Linked DNA regions of Mus musculus: region 2 is linked to region 1. The links are chromatin contacts, called in public promoter capture Hi-C maps. All regions are on one chromosome and are shown on one strand. The core of a region is the stretch at or near the end of the contact, and the rest is flanking DNA. Distances in the headings are between cores, read along the strand shown.

Region 1 (4,033 bases), core at 680-3,179:
CACCTGCCCCGTGCATGGCTCCAGCCTTGGTCGGAATCACACACACACACACACACACACACACACACACACACACACACACAGCCCTTGTCCTCCGCAGTGCCTGCAACTTTCTGGGACTTTCTCATTCCCCACCCCCTTCCTTTATCCTCTCCCACCCAGACACAGCTGCTGGAGAATAAATTTGGGATGCTGATGCTAAAATGTTTGGATGTTTTCTTGTAAAGCTTAGGGGGCGAAGTGGGTGCGGAGGTGGGCTGGCTGTACATAGAAACAAACATGGGGGGTGGTGGAGAGAAAATGCACAGACCTGTAAAATAAAAAGAGAAGACAACTTTTGCATGAGAGCGCCATGCAAACCGTTTTTTCTGAGAAGACCGATGTGACCACATTGGTAACATACTCAATGAATAACCCTTGACCAGTGTGTCAGCAAGTGATCGACCCTCCACCCAGTTACCACACACTCATATTCACCCAGAGCAAAGTGCAGATACAGACAACATACACCAGAATCTAGAGAAGTCCTGGTAAGAAATATGAAAAGCTAGCCTACTGTGGGGAGACAGACTTGTTCAGAAGGACCCCATGTTACAGAAGGTGAGAGAACCAGAACCTGGAAGCTTGGGAACCAGTTAGCAAGGCAGAAGACAGGCAGAAACGTCCTCCCGGCCTCTTTCTCCCCTGACCCACTTTGCAAGTACGTGTGGAGGAGAGCAGGGAGTGAAGGGGACCAATCAAGATAAGACTACGTTTCCCAGCAGACATCGCAGAAGACCCTGCCCCCCTCCCCAGGTGCTGTCCTCTGGCCGCCAGGGCTGATGGGGAATGTAGTCTCTGGATCGGGCAAGCCAGCAGAATGGTGCCCCTGTCAGTGTGTTTGGAGGGGACAGAACCTCAAAAGCTTAGCAGGTTCCTTTGAAGGCCTGGCATCTCTCCTCCGGATCTTCGAGTCTCACTCCAACTGGAGGCTGAGGTTACCCCTTTCTCTGGTATCACCTCTCCTGTACTCTTATCACGTTCCTGAAAGCCCCAGTCCAAGTTTCGACCCTCGGCGGGCAGCCTGCCCCTTTAAGAGTGGCCCCGCTGACATCACGGCGGGGGGGGGGGGTGCTGGCCCCGCTCCCAGCTCCGCGGCGGCTGCAGGACCCGGCTCTGCTCTGCGCCTGCCCGCCAGCTGCTCTAGGGACCCGGCCCGGGACGCCCCTTCCCGCCTTCTTCAGCTGCCCAGACCCCCAGGCTCCGCCCCTTGCCTGGCTACAGCCCCAGTCCTCGTCAGGGGGATATCCCATCCTGGCTTGCCCCTGCTGTCTCTCCTCAGAAAGTCAGTCTCTCTCTCTCTCTCTCTCTCTCTCTCTCTCTCTCTCTCTCTCTCGTCTATTTCTCTCTATTTTTCTATTTCCCCATCCCATCTCCTACAAGCTTAAGGTCCCTGGATTTCAGTTTCCTTTGGTCCAAGGCCTCTGAGCTCTCCTTGCCTGGATTTTGGGGCTCTCTGACCTCTCTACTCCCAGGGCCTCAAAATCTCTGAGCCGCTGGAGTGGTGGGGGTGGGGACACCTGAAACTACTCCATCTCTGTCTCCTCTTTTCTGTCTGTCTTTTCTAGTCTCAGGACGCGTGAGTTCCAGAAAATATTTCTCTCTCTCTCTCTTCTCTCTTCTCTCTCTCTCTTCTCTCTTCTCTCTTCTCTCTTCTCTCTTCTCTCTTCTCTCTTTTCTCTTCTCTCGCTCTCTCGCTCTCGCTCTCGCTCTTGCTCTCTCTCTCCTTCTTGGGCTCTCTGCCTCTGTTTCTATTCTCTCTCCCTCCCTGCCTGCCTCCCTGCCTTCCCCCCATCCTGAAGGCTCATCTCATTCCCTCGCTGCATCCTTCTCCCTCCCTTCCCGCCCCTCCCCTCCTCCGCATTAGCCAATGAGCGGCCGCTGGTCCCTGCTCCCGGCTGCGTCCGCTGAGTGAGGCCGCGGGCGAGGGGGGTGGGGGGTGGGAGGCCCGGAGGGGGCCGGGACGCCGGGCTCGGGGGCGGGGGCGGGGGGCGCGGGCACCGGAGACCCCGGTGGCGGCAGCGGCGGCCGGGGAAAACCGCGGGGCCGGTCATGCGGCTGCGGGGCCCGCGGCCCGGAGCGTCCGCCCAGCCCTGAGAGAGGTAAGAGCGAGGGGAGGGTCCGGTGAGGCAAGGGGGCTCCGAGCTAGACCACTCTCAGCCGGAATTGGGGCTCGGGGGAGGTTAGAGGGGCTCCAGGTATGGGATCCTGAGGATTTCAATGTTGAATTTGGGAAGGTTTTGGCGGATAGAGGAACATTTGGGCCTGGTGGATCCCGGAGGACCTGGGGTCCGAGGGTCCGAGAGTAAGAAAACAAACTCGGTGTTTGAGAGTTAAGAGACCGTCGCCACTGGGTAGGCTCTAGGCGGGGTCTTTGAGGAAGCGGATCACGACGAAGGAGGAGGGCCCAGGCCGGTAAGAGCAAGCCGTGAGTCTGGGAAAGGGTCCTAAATAAAGCGGAGAGTTACGGACTCCAAGGATATCGAAGGGAGATGGAGTTTGGACTTGGGCTTTGAGGAATGGCACTTGAGCCATTCAGATATCCAGATCGCGGAAACGCTGGCGTAAAGGATCAATCAGAAGGAGATTCCAGGCCTGGTGATGGTGGAGGTGGGGGTGTCCCAGAGGTGGAATGGCAGCAGAATAAAGAGCTGTGTGGGTCAGGTAGAAAGAAGATGAACTGGACGTGAGAAGGAATGGGATTAATGTAAGAAGTGAGGGGAATTGGAAAGGTCCAGCTCCCCAACTGCTAGTCTAGTAGGAGGAGCAGACCCGAAGGCTGAGGTCAGCTCCCCAGACCAAGACAGTCCGGTGATTGGGTAGATAATGCTTGTATGAGCTGAGTACTGAAAGCAGAGCAGGCAGCTGGCGGTCAAGCCCCAGAGCCACTTGAAGGGGGATGGGAAGAAAAGCTAGACAGCTCTGTTAAATCTAGATCTTTGGGTCCTCCACGAGGCTGGGGCTGAAAGTGAGGGGTTCTGGACCTAAGAACCCCAGGATGTAAGTGGTGACTCTGATTCTATGGTCTTTATTGGGATGGAGTAGAATCCAAAAGCTTACAGAATTCTGATGGAGCCAAGTAGAGTCTCATGTCTTAATTGCATATTGGGAAAATGTTTGGGGGAGGTGTCTCAAACTTTGTAATGAAAAAGATGGTGGGTGGGAGCTGGAGAGATAGTTTAGTTAAGAACACTTGCTGCTCTTCCAGAAGACTCGAGTTTGTTTCACAGCACCTGTCAGGTGATTCACAATTGTCTCTCAACACTAGCTCCAGAGGCCCCATCACCTCTGGCTTCTTCCAATGTATCCATCACCTCTAGACTCGGGTACATTCTCTTGAACATACCCCACATGTAGACACACACACCTACCCAGAGTTTGTTTTTTAAGGGGATGGGTATATCTCTGGTCATAGAGGACTCTGGCTGAGAGTAGCTTGGGGATACTCAGGTGAGTCCTGAGTGCACATTATTGCATTTTGTGTCAAGGAGAGATTTCTTGTAGGGGCGTGGTAGTGTAAGAATTATAGATAAAGAATTTGGAGGCTGTTGAGATGGCTTGGTTGGTAAAGGTGGTTGCTTCTGAGCCTGATGGATGACCCCAGATCCCTGGGACCCACATAGTCAGAAGAAAGTACCAACTCTCGAAAGTATCTCCACATGAGTGCCATGGAGACCACACACATGCACACACACATAAACACACAAACATGATAAATGCATGCATACATACAAAAAAAATTGAACCCTTTAGGACCTCCTTGTTAGAACTTTTAAGCTCCTAATTAGAACTTGGGAGGTCTCAGATATAAACCAACTGGGTATTTCTTGACTGGAGAATACAGAAAGGACTTAGATATTACCGACTGAAAAGTTCTACCATGGGATATCAGAGTCCAGAGTCTGGTAGAATTTGGAGGATGGAGATGGGGAATTCTTTTTTTTTTTTTTTTTTCTTTTCTTTTGGTTTTTCAAGACAGGGTTTCTCTGTATAG
Region 2 (4,413 bases), core at 247-2,746, 240 kb after region 1:
GCTCTATCTCCAGAGAAGCCCCAGAATGGTTGCTAGGGGGCTGGAAATTGTTGCCGACTCTGCCCTTGCCTCAGGCCAGGTGGTAGGGCAGCCTCTGATGGTGAGGCAGTTTCTGATTGGCTGCCTGAGGCCAGGTGGTGGGCAGCCTCTGATGGTGAGGCAGTTTCTGATTGGCTGCCTGAGGCCAGGTGGTGGGCAGCCTCTGATGGTGAGGCAGTTTCTGATTGGCTGCCTGAGGCCAGGTGGTGGGCAGCCTCTGATGGTGAGGCAGTTTCTGATTGGCTGCCTGAGGCCAGGTGGTGGGCAGCCTCTGATGGTGAGGCAGTTTCTGATTGGCTGCCTGAGGCCAGGTGGTGGGCAGCCTCTGATGGTGAGGCAGTTTCTGATTGGCTGCCTGAGGCCTAGGGTTTTTCCAATAACTGACTTGCCTGGATTTGTCTAGTTCTGGGAAACAAATGTTTAGGTCTAGTCTCCTGACCTACCAGATTGAAGACTGCCATGGAGTCAGCGTCTGAGTGATCCCATGGGTAGTGCCACCCACTGAGCTGTTGGTCCTGGGTTCTATAAGAAAGCGGGCTGAGGAAGTCATGAGGAGCAAGCCAGTAAGCTTCTCCTGCCTCCAGGTTCTGCCTGGTCTCAGTACTGCCTTGGCGCCCCTCAGTGAGCTATGACTCTAGAAATGTAAACCATATAAACTCTTTCCTCCTGGGGTGCTTTTGCTCTGGTATCGCATCACAACGGCAGTAACCCCAAGACACCCACTGAGTCCAGTCCGTGCTAATTGTTGGAATGTTGAGTAATCCTGCAGGCTTGATTTTGTCTAATAGCCACAGCTGCAATGAGTTCACGGCAATGTCACATCCTGAAGGTTGTACCATGCCCATCTGTCCTCAGACTCTGGCGTTCTATCTATCCTATCTGGTGTTCCTCAAGCCTTGGTTGGGGCGGGAGTGATATAAATGTCCCATCTAGGGTGCTCAATAGTCATTTATTCTCAGCATCTTTACATTCATCGCTGACTACTGTGGAGAAGTTTCCCTCGCACTATTGAGTATAGCTCTATTAAATATGAACATCAGAAAGGCAGTTTAATAATATGCCCATGGGATCCCTTTCTTACTTCAGCCTAGATTTGTTTGTTCGTTTGTTTTTCAAGACAGATTTTCTCTGTGTAGTCCTGGCTATCCTGAAACTGGCTCTGTATAGGCCAGGTTAGCCTGGAACTCAGAGATCTGTCTGTCTTCCTGAGCACTGAGGTTAAAGGCCTGTTCCACCACCAGCCAGTTTATAATAAATCTATTAACCCTCTCTCAACCTAGAAGAATACTGGAGCTTTTCTTTAAAAGTATATTGGTCAAGAGAAAATTTTAGGTTCTTCTCTGGGAGAAAGGAGACGAATGATTCACAATGAGACGAGGGGGACTGTAACTGACTGTATTCCAGACAGTACAAACCGGTCTCCCTTCCAACCCCAGCTTCAGAAGTGCAGCAACAGTGCCACCTCCCTGCAGGAGACAACAGGAACCTCAAAGGAAGAGATTCAGACTGTTATCAACCTTTGCTCCTATCCCCTGGAGGAACCAGCCGTCACCTAACACAATCCCAATCCAAGTTCCTGTAATGTGTGACACAAATTTTATGATTTTTTTTTTAACTGCAAATTGACAACCAGAGGATATCGTGATAATGGTCAGAAGTCTCTACTAAGAAAGTGAGAAGCGGGTGCTGGAGAGATGGCTCAGTGGTTAAGAGCACTGGCTGCTGTTGCAGAGGACCCAGATTCAGTCAACAGCCCCTACTGCTAACAGCCTCCATAACTCAGGTTCCGGGAATCAGAGGCTCTTTTCTGACCTTGGGCACAAGGCACACATGTGATGAACAGAAAGTGGGGACTGCAGTCATCAACTCACAGCAGCTATGGTTACCTACCCAAGACCAAGCCAGTCAAATCTCAAGAATGTATAGGGGAGGAGTTGAGGTCCTGCCTCTAACCATGGAACTATTTATTAGCAGTTTATAGTCGCTGGGGAAAAGGAGAATTGTTCTTTTTTATATTTTGTAAGATTTGTTTAGCCAGGCCTTGGTGGCAACGTGCCTTTTATCCCAACACTCAGGAGGCAAAGGCAGGTGGATATCTGTCAGTTCGAGGCTGGCCTGGTCTACAGAGTATGTTCCAGGATAGCTAGAACTACAGAGAAACCGTGTCTCAAAAAACAAAAAAACAAAACAGAAAAACAAAATGAAATGGCATTATTTTATTCTTGTGTATGAGTGTTTTGCCTTCATGTAGCTCATATGTGTGGCTGGTGCTCTGGGAGGTCAGAGGAGGGCTTTAGATCCCCTGTAACTGGAGTTGCAGATGATTGTAGGAGCAGAACCCTGGTCCTCTGCAAGAGCAACAAGTGCTCCACCACTGAGCCGTCTCTCCAGCCCTAGAGATTCATTCTTTTAGTGGGTATGGAGACTGGTAGATTGCTCATGCTTGCAGAAAGTTTTAATCCTCATCTGGGGTTTCTATTCCACCTTTGACCATTTAGTTCCTGGATAAAAGACGCACACCACCTTATATTTACAATAAGCCTTAATTGGCACTAGATCTGGGCAGTTATCTACCTTCTATGCTATTAAAATCTGGTTCCTATCGAAACCCTGAATTATTACTTACTCTGGTTCATCTGGGCCAGAGTAACTCCAATTTGCCAGCCTCAGGGCCATGCTTTCTTGACCCATGGTGTCTTTCCCTTTCTCCTCACCTTCTCCCCCTCATGGTTCTTCTCAGGCCCCTAGGCCCAGAAACCATAACCCCTGCCTATGTCTCTTCTGCCTAGCTATTAGCTGTTTGCATCTTTATTCACCAATCAGAAATAAGTTGGGGGCAAAGTCACATAGTGTCACTTGGGTCTATGTGTGGATTCTCTCGTCTCTGGGGCAACCAGGTCTTGAGGAGCCAGGATTAGGATTAGGATGCAAGCAGCATCAGGCCAAGCCAGTACAATGATTCAGTGAATGACCACATACCCATGGGCATATGGGCAGCACTAATTTGATATAGTGGGTATGGTGGTTTGAATATGTATGGTCTTGTCTTAGTCGGTGTTCTGTTGCTTGGAAGAAACATCGTTCCCAGTGCAACTCTTATAAAAGAAAGCATCTAACTGGGGCCTTGATTTCCATTTTAAAGGCGTAGTCCATTGTCATCAGGGCAGGAAGCATGTCAGCAAGCATGGCAGATGTGATGCTGGAAAAGTAGCTGAGATCTATACAGTGATCTGTAAGCAGCATGTAGGGAAAGAAAAACAGGGCCTGGCTTGGGCCTTTTGAAACTTCAAGGCCCATCTCCAATGACACACTTTTTCCCACAAGGCCTTACCTACCTCAACAAGGCCACATCTCCTAATCGTGATGACTAGGCATTCAAATCCATGAGTCTATGGGCGCCATTTTTACTCAAACCATCACAGGCCACAGGCCCTATAGGTTCATATTTGAATGCATAGCCACGAGAGAGTGGAACCTTTTGCAAGAATTAGAAGGCTTAGGAGGTGAGGCTTTGTTGAAAGAAGTATGTCCCTGGCTGGGTATTGAGGTTTCAAAAGCCCACACCAGGAGTAGCTCTTCTCTCTCTCTCTCTCTCTCTCTCTCTCTCTCTCTCTCTCTCTCTCTCTCTCTCTCTCTCTTAGATCAGGGTGTAGATCTCAACTACTTCCTCAGCATCATATCTTCCAAGCCTGCTGCCATGCTTCCTGCCAAGCTGATAATGAGTTAACTCTCTAAAACTGTAACCAAGCTCCTAATTAAATCAATCTTTTTTTTGTTTGTTTTGTTTTTTTGGGCTTTTGAGACAGCGTTTCTCTGTGTACTCCTGGCTGAAACTCTGTAGACCAGGCTGGCTCAAACTCAAGAGATCTTCCAGCCTCTGCCTCACCAGTGTTGGGATTAAAGGCTGCAGCCACCATGGATACCTGGCTGGCTGAATGTTTCTGTTATGATAGTTGCCTTGGTTACAGTGTCTCTTTGCAGCTGTAGAACAGTAACTAGATAATAAACTATTGAGAGAGAGAGAGAGAGAGCGAAGTGTATGAGAGAGCAAGCATAAATTTGGGAGGAAGCTATGTTGGAATGATCTGGGGAAAGCTGGTGACGATGTTGCCATATTTCATTGTCTACATGTATGAAATGCTCAAAGAATAACTTTTAATACATAGAAACTATTTGTATGTGAGTGTCTGTGTGGGTTAATGGCACATGTGTGGATACTTGGGGAGGACAGAAAAGAGCATTGGAGTCCCTGGAACTGGAGTGACAGGCAGTTGTGAGTCACCTGTCATAGTGTTGGGAACTGAACTCAAGTCTACTGGAACAGAACTAAGTTCTGAGTCATCTCTCCAGCTCCTGAAAACTTCTCTTAACATC

What was found. Promoter capture Hi-C pulls out the DNA fragments that hold promoters and counts their contacts.
Region 2: a contact with region 1 is called in a promoter capture Hi-C map of hippocampal neurons, with 5 times the contacts expected there. The contact joins the enhancer-like site here to the promoter of Cacng7 in region 1. A contact is called at or near these places in 5 of 39 promoter capture datasets (the 3T3-L1 cell line, the SN4741 cell line, hippocampal neurons and 1 more), 9 of 484 Hi-C or Micro-C datasets (the G1E-ER4 cell line, adipose-derived mesenchymal stem cells, bone marrow-derived macrophages and 5 more), 3 of 115 datasets of contacts at active chromatin or transcription factors (all in embryonic stem cells) and 1 of 9 other capture datasets (adipose tissue).

The regions. Positions count from the first base shown.
Region 1 is chr7:3,330,896-3,334,928 of GRCm38.p6, forward strand. It overlaps Cacng7 (calcium channel, voltage-dependent, gamma subunit 7), which reads left to right and starts at 1,930. Exons shown (of 6, transcript NM_133189.5): 1 at 1,930-2,141. Prkcg (protein kinase C, gamma) reads left to right here. Exons shown (of 18, transcript NM_011102.4): 18 at 1-204.
Region 2 is chr7:3,572,920-3,577,332 of GRCm38.p6, forward strand. No RefSeq gene overlaps it. Among named protein-coding and RNA genes, the nearest start is that of Oscar, 41 kb to the right of the region's middle. Within about 2 kb of position 1,497, at least 20 of the 459 cell types and tissues checked have an H3K27ac peak or open chromatin away from gene starts, as enhancers often do. A contact at or near this core is called in the G1E-ER4 cell line, hippocampal neurons and trophoblast stem cells, where this site is marked.